Regions from separate parts of the Mus musculus genome. Here region 2 is linked to region 1. Evidence: chromatin contacts called from public promoter capture Hi-C data. All regions are on one chromosome and are shown on one strand. Each heading gives the region's core, a stretch centred on a gene start, on an enhancer-like site or on the middle of the called end of the contact. The rest is flanking DNA. Distances are from core to core; before and after follow the strand shown. Region 1 has its middle 160 kb from the start of Gm14062. Region 2 overlaps Gm14066 (a long non-coding RNA gene).

Region 1 (5,255 bases), core at 1,367-3,866:
CAAAATGTTTGTCTTTTAGCTTATGTTGGTTTTGCAAATACCCTGGAACTCATAATTTGTATATCTATGTTCTTTACATTATACTCCTTTAAACTGTAAATGAACCACTATTAAAGAATTTTAAATTATTTCTCAAGAATTGCATTTCCGAGCCGGGCAGTGGTGGCACACGCCTTTAATCTCAGCACTTGGGAGGCAGAGGCAGGCGGATTTCTGAGTTCGAGGCCAGCCTGGTCTACAAAGTGAGTTCCAGGACAGCCAGGACTATACAGAGATACCCTGTCTGGGAAAAACAAAACAACAAGAACAACAACAAAAAAGAATTGCATTCCTGGGATTTGGGTCTCTGGTGAATTTTATTTTAGAGATCCCACACTTTAGCGATTTGGGTCTTTTGGGTGTTCGGCAGGATTATGATATTCTTTATGTCTTTAGCTAATATGGGGAAAGTCTTTCACATAGAAAATTTGAGTTTTAGATTTAAACTTCAATTATCTGATTTTAAAACTGTGCTTTTTCACACGGAGCCATTTGCACGCCCCCGCTCTGAGGCAGACTTCAGGTGCAGTCCTGGTTGGCATCTGCACAAATGGCTGTGTTTCCTCTCCAGGCTTCTGTTCTATGATCTCTTGTCTTATTTTCAGTAAACACATTGTTTTCTGAAGCAAATCTTAAACATAACATTACATATTGGATAACAAATTGGTGTGCTCTTCCCTGGAGAGACAATTTATCCTGTTTCAGCATTTCTTTGCTGCCCACAGTTTTGTGCAGGGTTGAGGCCTCCTGGGCATTCCCCTGTCTATTAAGCGTGTCTATTATTGTAGAACTTCGTCAGTTCATTTTTGGGTAGGCATGTTGGGAAGACTTTATGGTTGTTGCTTCTGATATTTCTAGGAGACACCATGTCATAAGAAACTCCATGAAAACAAACAGACAAGGAACATTGTAAAAAAAAAAAAGTAGCAGGTTGCATTTATTAAGAAATCTATTTGTATACATATATATGCATGAAGCAATAACTAATGAAAATAAGCGTTAATTTATATGAGAATGTTTATAGGAAGAAAGGGGAACCAGGAAATGATGCAATTATTATGTCGATTTTTAAATACCACAGAAGACAGCTCAGCACTTTAGAGCACTCCTTATCTTACAGAGGACCCCAGTTATATTCCTGACACAGACTTAGTTCCAGGACCTTGGACAACCTCTTTTGGCCCCCATGGCTACCAGGCATACATGTGTCTTCAATATCTGTGAAAGAGGGGGCCAAAGCAATGAGGAAGGGCAAGGGGAGGAGAGCCAGCAGAAAAATAATAAACTGTCACAAAAATGTTCCACTCTTTAGTTCTAGTGAGGTTCTCAGAAAACTTTGAAACACCAGAATGTGAGTTACTCAAATAATAATCTTTGCTTCTAACCTGTATTTTTAATGGAAATAATGAAGTCCTGAATCAGGTTTGCCTGAGTCTCCTTTCCTTTCCTTCCTTTTGTTTCTTTTGGTTTGCTTTGGGTTTTTGTTTGTTTGTTTGTTTGTTTGTTTGTTTTTATAATCGAATTAACTCCAGAACATTCGGGGGTGCCGGCTGGGATCCTTATCCCCACCAATAGACCAGTAGCTGCCTAATGAGCTGCCACGGGAGCCCCTGTGAGACCTAGGGAAGAATGAGAGGCTGAGCACTGTGACAGACGCTTCAGCCTCGTCAACAGGAATCCAGGCAGTTAATAGATTCCTAGGATTTGAGGGGCTCACACATAAGGCTAGGAAGGTGAGGACTCATCCTTGACAGAGTAATATCCCCGTTCTGCCACCCACTTGAGTTTTGAGTTTGCTCACAGAGACAAGGGTCCTTTTAGGTTGTGCTAGCTTCTGTGGGAGACTGCTGTGAGGGCACGAAGGTGACGACCTCCTCTCTTCTAAGTCCAGACCTTGATACTGGAAGGAAATAAAGCTATGTTTAAAGAGTCAACCATCATGGTGAAGCTTGAACCTTGGGGCCTTGTTCCTGGTAGTAGGAACATTGGAAGGGATGCTGCCCACATACAGTGACTACTGTAAATCATTTCCTCTGTATTTTCCTGGGGATAAAAATTGTGAGTTGAAACAGGTGAGTGGGCGTCATATTATTATGCAAAAAATTAATATTAGCAAAGAAAAGCCTCAAGGGCTGTTTGCTTGTTTTCATCTGAGAATAAGATGGGTTGGAAATGTAGACGTGTGTACATGTTCCCCTGTCTGCCGCCAGGGGGCAGCATCTTCTTGGGCAAAGGGAGGCCAGTGAGGAAGAAATTGCGTCTGGAAGATGCTGTTTGTCGCCTGGTGTCTTAAACCCTGAGGAAAGGAGAAATACCCTCTAAAATGGACTTCTCTAAAGAGATCTAAAAATCCTCAGAAATCAGAGGTCAATTCAAAAGAAACTATGGCTTCTGGGAGATGCTCAGAACATGGAAATCATTGATACTCTGAGAGTATTTCTTCTGAAGGGTTTTCCTTAGATTTTCCTGGATGAGATTTGGTGAAAGCAGATTTATTTTTAACAAATGCACACACATGGCATCCTCTTTCTTAGTGACAGGAACTTCTCATTTTTCCAAAATGTGCTTGGCAAGCTTGGCAGCCAGAGAAACGAGACTGGGAGACCTGCTGTTCCATGGTGCATGACGAGCAACAGAGGAAGCCAGTCTAAACCAGAAACCATCCTCTCAGGACGGATTCGGGAGGATGTTCTGCATTCACAACACTCACGTTCAAAGCTGTGGTTTCTTACTCCGCAGTAATTCTGCACCTTTACATCATTTTCTTATATACATTAGTGGAAAATTGGCGGGGGTGGGGGGGCGTCAGGGGACACGAAGTAGCTAAGGCACTAGACTTAGATAATTCTGTCAGAATTCTCAGCATTATTTTCCTTCATCATCTTTTTTCTTTTCCTACATGTGGCTTTAAGCCCAGTGCTTGTAGCATAAGCCCTTGAAATTCTATCAGCCAGGAAGTTGAGGTTTCTGACAGAATGAATATGCATGGCACACATAATCTACAATTTATTAGGCTGCTTCGCTGGTCATTATTGAGATTTGATTGTAATGCTTAGTGGCGTTAACATCCTCTCCATCCCCCTAACAACATTTATGGTCAGTAATAATATTAGCTCAATCCTTGAGCCTCGCTCTGCTGAATGAACCAAGCGACTTGAGCTCCTCTTGGCTCATTACTTCTAACAGGGCTCCTGTAGTCATGTCACACTCCAGCGACAAGCCTGACAGAATGGCATCTTTTAAATATTATCTCTGACATATTTCTCTGAAATGCTAGCCTTTCAATTAGTGTTATGCACCAGAAGTGACAGATTCTAGAAGAGTCACTTCTACAAGAGAGTACAGTAATAGGTGACCTACCAACAACAGTGGGCTAGAGAAGACATCCATGAATAAGTTCATTATAGCCCCTTGAAGGGGTTTCCACAGCATGGGCATGAACTAGTGGTCAATCAAGATGTCCATATATCTTTCTTTTGGACATTGTTTTTCCATTTCCCAGGTTCTGCATCTTTTGCTACTAAAAGCTGCTTCCTTCACCCATAGGCATTACAGATGCCCAAAGTCTGGTCCCACAGGAGCTCATACGTGATACCCTATTATTGCAGAACGTCAAATGCCTGTCCCCTTTGCCTTTGGGACGCACAAACTGACATGAAAGTTATGCTACAGAGACCTTGTCGGATCAAGCTGAGGTTGAGGTTTCACTCAAAATCACACTCATGCTTGGCTTCTTCTGTTGGGAGCCGCCCCCACATTCGCCGTTACAAGATGGCGCTGACATCCTGTGTTCTAAGTGGTAAACAAATAATCTGCGCATGTGCCAAGGGTATCTTATGACTACTTGTGCTCTGCCTTCCCCGTGACGTCAACTCGGCCGATGGGCTGCAGCCAATCAAGGAGTGACACGTCCGAGGCGAAGGAGAATGCTCCTTAAGAGGGACGGGGTTTTCGTTTTCTCTCTCTCTTGCTTTTTCGCTCTCTTGCTTTTCCCTCTCTCTTGCTTCTTGCTCTCTTTTCCTGAAGATGTAAGAATAAAGCTTTGCCGCAGAAGATTCTGGTCTGTGGTGTTCTTCCTGGCCGGTCGTGAGAACGCGTCGAATAACAATTGGTGCCGAATTCCGGGACGAGAAAATCCGGGACGAGAAAAAACTCCGGACTGGCGCAGGAGGGATACTTCATTCCAGAACCAGAACTGCGAATCAAGGTTATAAGGTTCCCGTAACACAGACTGTTGAGAAGGATTCAACTGCCGAATTCAGAACTCATCAGCTGGGGAACGACGGTGATAAAGGTTCCCGTAAAGCAGACTGTTAAGAAGGATTCAACTGTATGAATTCAGAACTTTTCAGCTGGGGAACGAGAGTACCAGTGAGTATGTTTGGCCTTGAATTTTTTCTGGTGTTAGGAGCCCTTTTGTTCCTTTTCACATGTTATATAGTGGTTAAGGCAGGGCTGAAAATTCTGGATGAAATTCAGGGCAGTCTATCAGAAGTAAAGCGGGGAGAGAGAGTAGGAGCAAGGAGAAACGGTAAGTATACAGGCCTTTCCAAGGGTCTTGAACCCGAGGAAAAGTTAAGGTTAGGTAGGAATACCTGGAGAGAGATTAGAAGAAAAAGAGGAAAAAGGGAGAAGAAAAAAGATCGATTAGCGGAGGTCTCTAGGAGATACTCGTCACTAGATGAGCTCAGGAAGCCAGCTCTTAGTAGCTCTGAAGCAAGTGAAGAATCCTCCTCTGAGGAAACAGACTGGGAGGAAGAAGCAGCCCATTACCAGCCAGCTAATTGGTCAAGAAGAAAGCCAGAAGCGGCTGGCGAAGGCCAGTTTGCTAATTGGCCTCAGGGCAATCGGCTACCAGGTGCACTCCCGCCCTATGCGGAGTCCCCGCCCTGCGTAGTGCGTCAGCCCGTGGTGCGTCAGCAATGCGCAGAGAGGCAGTGCGCAGACTCATTCATTCCCCGAGAGGAACAAAGGAAAATACAACAGGCATTTCCAGTCTTTGAAGGAGCCGAGGGTGGGCGTGTCCACGCTCCGGTAGAATATGTGCAGATTAAATATGGAATCAATGCTAATTTTACCTTGGTACAGTTAGACAGGCTTGCCAGCATGGCACTAACTCCTGCCGACTGGCAAATGATTGCAAAAGCCGCTCTCCCTAGTATGGCCAAATATGTGGAATGGCGAGCTCTGTGGCAGGAGGCGGCACAGGCGCAGGA
Region 2 (5,255 bases), core at 2,046-4,545, 1.3 Mb after region 1:
GACTACTATCAATTGCCATAAGACAATTTTAAGAAAAACCTACATTCTGTTTTGACCATTTGGAAGAGTTCTCCTTTTTTCCAAAACACCCCCTCCCCTTTTTTTTTAATCCTGGATACAGAGACTTCTTTAGTGACTGGCAATCTATCATGTTGCGTGGCTGCTCTAAGCATAATGTAAGCATCAGGAGGCCAAGAGGCTCCTAAAAGGGCTTTATAATGGTGCCAGCTGGGCATACCAGTCTAGATGGGTGAAATATAATTTCTTCCATCACCCATATTGTCCTTTCTGTTCGAAACAAAAGTCCCCAGTCTATTTGTCAATAAATAAGTAAAATTTCAGAAGCCTCCTGAGTGCAAGCAAATGGGAAATAAAGCTCTGTCCATTGTAAGAGAAAAGAATTGCCTTTGTTAAGTGGTTTTCCCCTAGAAGCAGCTAAGTATCAGAAACAAGACTGACCCCTGGAGGCCCAGTGAAAATTGGGAAGGAAACCTGGATCCTGAGTCTCCTGCAGTATGTAAGGCCTTTCCTCTATCATCATGTCTCGCCATCTTCTCCCAACATCTTCTGCTGTCACAGAAACAACCCCTTTCCTACCAGTGGAAGAGTACCCCCATAATGCCCAGGGACTAAACCACCAACCAAAGAGTACACATGGAGGGACCCATGGCTCCAGCCGCATATGTAGCAGAGGATGGCCTTGTCAGGCATCAATGGGAGGGGAGGCCCTTGGTCCTATAAAGGTTTGATAATTCAGTGTAGGGGAATGCCAGCAAGGCAGAAGTGGGTGGGAGGGTGGGTGGGTGGGGGAACATCTTCATAGAAGCAGGGCAAGGGGCATGGAATAGGGGGTTTCCAGGAGGAAATCGAGAAAGGAATGCATATCTATGTGTTTTGGGATGATTGTACCAGGGTAACCAATACAATGTTGCTAATAAGCAAACTGTATAGGACCATTGAGTTAATAATGATGGAAGAGCTAAAACATGTACACATATATTTAAATTATTAAATCATTTGTAAAAGTTTATTTAAGATGCACTTATACTAGTGATACCAGAAGAGTTCTAAACTAGAGAATTGAGTAAAGGCAAGCAACTAGATAAAATATAGCTATAACATAGCATTGTTGGAGGAGGACAAAAACATACCTAAAATAATATTTTTATAAATATAAGCACAGATGAATAGTATTGGTTTATTTATTTTAAATGGCAAGGCACCAGTATTCTCTAAGATGGATTTGGATGTATAGGAGCTGGACAGGGAAGATTTAGACACACCTCATTAGCTAGCAGTACAACTTGAGAAAACTTACTCTTCTTTGGATGCTTCTACACTCTGGAGATTAGAAAAATGCCTGCCTGATAGCGACACTGTGTGAATTAAATGAGTTAGCAAAAAGGCAGCTACCTCACAACCCAGCAATGTTCTAGATGCTCTGTCTTACATCGTTGAGTATGCAGATGCTAGGACTAATACATCCAATTCACAGGTCAAGAAAATGAGACTCACGGATGGTAAGGTAATTCACCAATATCTTAGAGAAATCTAGAGATTCCGGGACAAGGACGGTCTTCATGGACAAGTGTCTAAAGTAGAATGACTACATTTTCAATCCAAAACTAATCCCTGAAGTCCATGTATCCTCTTATAATATAGGGGAAATAAACGAATCGTATTAAGGTTATATATCATTGCAAACTTGACCAATCTGGAATCCCCTAGGAGATTGGTGGGCACTCCTGTGAATGCTGTGAGAGTGTTTCAAAAGACGATTAACTGAGGGGAAGAAGACACACTTGACTACAGAAGAACTAATCCATTTTTCTGGGACCTGGACAGAATATAGTGACAGGAGTTCGGGCATGAGGTAGTCTCCTGAGTGCTGCCACTTGCCTGTTCCAGCTTTCTCTCCACCGTGATGTGAGCTCACTGTGCCCTACACTCTATAATGATCCCTACAAACCAAATACACTTTCACTTCATCAAATGCTTTTGTTGAGGTGTTAGATCACAGAAGTAGCCCCACTAAAAGAGATCCACCGTCTGGGACTTGAGGCTTAAGAATACATTGCTCCAGGATCTAATTAAACAGAGCGGATAGTGTTCCTATCTAGTTCAAAATCCGAGAATGAATGTAAATCTCCCTTTTGCCAAAAGTGGTATGACAGATTGAAAAACTGATTCTAATACTTTGCCTCATGTGAGTTTATGGTGGAAAGATGTAATGTGTTACCCTTTAGCTTTGGGTTTGTCTGTGTGAATTGTTTTGCATCATGGAATGTGAATCATTGTAATTTGCTCAGAGGTTTTAACTGTACTTGTTTTATGCAGTTGGTTTTATCTCCTTGCACATGTGTTAATGTGGCAAGAAAACATCCCAGATGCTTACAGCTCCTGTAGAACCAGACAAGTGGAATAGACATGAATTGGACTCAGGCCAATTCCAACCTAAATATGCTTCACACCAAATACAGAATTACCATGAGTGGAAAAACAGTACATAGGCTCTAAACTACTGGACCATTACTAGTTTGTTGTCATTATTGTTACAAAGCATTGTGGTGCCTTTGTAGACAGATAAAACTGGTCATGTATAATCATTCTTCCTTTTATACTTCTGAAAGGGCCGCTCTTTCCCTGCTAGGACTAGAAGCTTTAGCTCTGCATTTAATCAATATGAAAAGAGGGTCTTTTATTGTGCTCTCTGCATACAGCATCAACTCACATATCAATCTGGGGGACTGAAGTCTTTCCACAGCCGGCTTTTGCCACACTTATCCTCTTACTCCAAAGTCTTCAATGGCTTCCTTGTATAGAATGCTTTCACACTGCTCCAGGTTTAACCAGTGCCTTCTCCCTTAAACATATGTTAAAGTTCACACTCACTGTGCTGTACCTGGAACATTTTTTAGCAGACTATCATTTCCATATCCTCTTATCCCTGTGTTGGATTTTACTACAACTTAAATTCCTCCTCGAGCTGAGCCGTTCGCTTCTTACAGTACCATCTGTTTGGCACACACCTCACCCCTCCCATTGATGATGGACTGAACACATCATATTCTTTACTAAGCTCTTAAAAGTCCACCCTTCATTTTCATAATTTTATAACCATCGTGGTTGTTTGCTCCCAGGGAAGGCTACAGGCATATGGGCTCTGAGTATTTATCAGTGTTATCTTGACTATACAAAGAAAGTTATTTAATTCCTGAATCTGTTCTGTGATACACTACTGCCACCACACAGTTAGGCTTTGAGGTTGTCAGAGTACAATATGGTTTTATTTCACTCCCATGTCACAGAATGTGTCAGTTAGGATTCTGGTCCATGTGGTGGCTACCCAGGGACTCATGCTCAAAGAAGCTTCACCACAGTACTGTATTTACAATTTCACACTGAAAAAAAAATGTAGGAGCAGGTAAATGACTCCCAGACCCACACGTTTAATCCCCTATTTTATATGAATCCTAACAAAACTTTACCTACCAATCTAGATAGACAAAATCAATTACCACCTAATACGTGACAGGTAAATACTTTTATTCATGAAGTGTTGCTAGAAGGAAAGTATTGTGATATATTTAGCTAAGAAAATAAAATTCCCCTGAAGTTTGGCAGCTTGACAAAGATGTCATAGCTAATATATATAATATATACAAATATTATATATATTAGGAGTAAAATTTAAAACCAAGACTTCATATCCCCAATCTTTTATTTAAAATGTAGCATTTGAGGATTAGAACAAAAGCATATCTACCAACAATGAAGAATAAGGCTATAAATTTGAAAACATGCAAGAACGATATGGGATAGTTTTGGGGGTGGGGAGTGAAAGGGAATGATGTGATTTTTATTGTAATCTCAAAAAGTAAAACAAATATATGTTATAAGATATTGTAAGGAATGAAGCATACCAACACAGGGAGAGCTAGGTAGAAAGATATCTTCTGTAATTACTTTTCCAAAGAATTTTTCCTTTGGGTGTATGAAGAATACTCAAAACAAATTCTATTTGAATGACCCAGATCTGATATACTGAGAACCAAGTAGCACAAATATACACTAGAGCCTCATTTTTCATAGTTTCTGCATTCAAAACTCTATGTACTCACTGAAAGCAATCAATGATCCCAAGCTCATAGAACCTTCACAGTCATTCACAGGGATAGAAGCAGTAATGAAACTCTGGAATTTTATAAAGTGCAGATTTCAGGCTGAAATAAAACAAGGGAGTACTCTGTCTTCTTGTCTGATACACCACACTATAACGGGGTTTCTTCCTCTCCATTTGCTCCAAGCCACTTTTTTTTTCATTATTGCACTTTTGCTTGTTCTTTTGCTTTAGAGTGGCCTTCTGCATAGTGCCAAACACTATTTAGTGTTTTCAAGTCCAGGAACATTAACCGTGTCTCATGAGAAAAATGTATGGTTCGGATGAGCTTCAGTCATTCACAGGTCACAATGCTGTGAGTTTAACAGTCATAACTCAACAACCTGGCACATCCAAGAAGAGATAGAACTCTCTCCTTCCTCTGTGAAGTTGGTGAGAAATAACCATAGAATGTGAAAAAATAAAAAGCTATGGGAAGATAGTAAGGAGGGTACATTTGTTCATGTCTAATATGGCCACTAACTAGATAATTGTTCTAAAATTGAAAGCCAGGGAAGTTTATTGTCCTCTTATCCAGAACCAGAAAAAAACAAACAAACAAACAAACAAAACGCCAAATCATTCTCACCTAGTTCCATCTGATTTGCATGTTTCAAAAAAGATTGTGGCATGAAAAAAAATAAATTTGCAGTTTCTGAAGTTTCAAGACATTGCAAAAGAAGTTTTTTATGATTTTGACAAATGCTATATAGTAAAGGTTTATAGGAAAGAGCAGGTTTTCATCTATGATGAAACTAGCTCATCTCATAAGCACACTGCTAAAAGAACTCAATTAACACAAACAGCACAATGGTCAAATGTTGCAGAGGAGCATACAAGAACCTATCTCTATCTTCCTCTAAGGAGCCATGGTTCAATATTTGCTAATTCTCTGCTATGAGTGATTTTACAAAGCAAATATCTGCTTGGAATAATGACAATTGTCTTAGTTTGAAATAGAATGCCCCCATAAGCTCATGTAGTTGATCTCTTGGTCTCCAGCTGTGGGCGCTGTTTGGAAAGATTTAGGAGGTTGGAGGAGGATATCACTGGAGGTGGGCTGTGAGAGTTTAAAGACTCAGGCATTTACAGATGC

What was found. Promoter capture Hi-C pulls out the DNA fragments that hold promoters and counts their contacts.
Region 2: a contact with region 1 is called in a promoter capture Hi-C map of hippocampal neurons, with 5 times the contacts expected there. The contact joins two enhancer-like sites. A contact is called at or near these places in 1 of 39 promoter capture datasets (hippocampal neurons), 11 of 484 Hi-C or Micro-C datasets (adipose-derived mesenchymal stem cells, cerebellar granule neurons, cerebellum and 4 more) and 1 of 115 datasets of contacts at active chromatin or transcription factors (astrocytes).

What each region holds. Positions count from the first base shown.
Region 1 is chr2:138,031,310-138,036,564 of GRCm38.p6, forward strand. No RefSeq gene overlaps it. Among named protein-coding and RNA genes, the nearest start is that of Gm14062, 160 kb to the left of the region's middle. Within about 2 kb of position 2,617, at least 24 of the 459 cell types and tissues checked have an H3K27ac peak or open chromatin away from gene starts, as enhancers often do. A contact at or near this core is called in cerebellar granule neurons, cerebellum and hippocampal neurons, where this site is marked.
Region 2 is chr2:139,281,471-139,286,725 of GRCm38.p6, forward strand. All of the region lies in intron 3 of Gm14066 (a long non-coding RNA gene), which reads right to left. Among named protein-coding and RNA genes, the nearest start is that of Gm14066, 23 kb to the right of the region's middle. Within about 2 kb of position 3,296, at least 4 of the 459 cell types and tissues checked have an H3K27ac peak or open chromatin away from gene starts, as enhancers often do. A contact at or near this core is called in cerebellar granule neurons, cerebellum and hippocampal neurons, where this site is marked.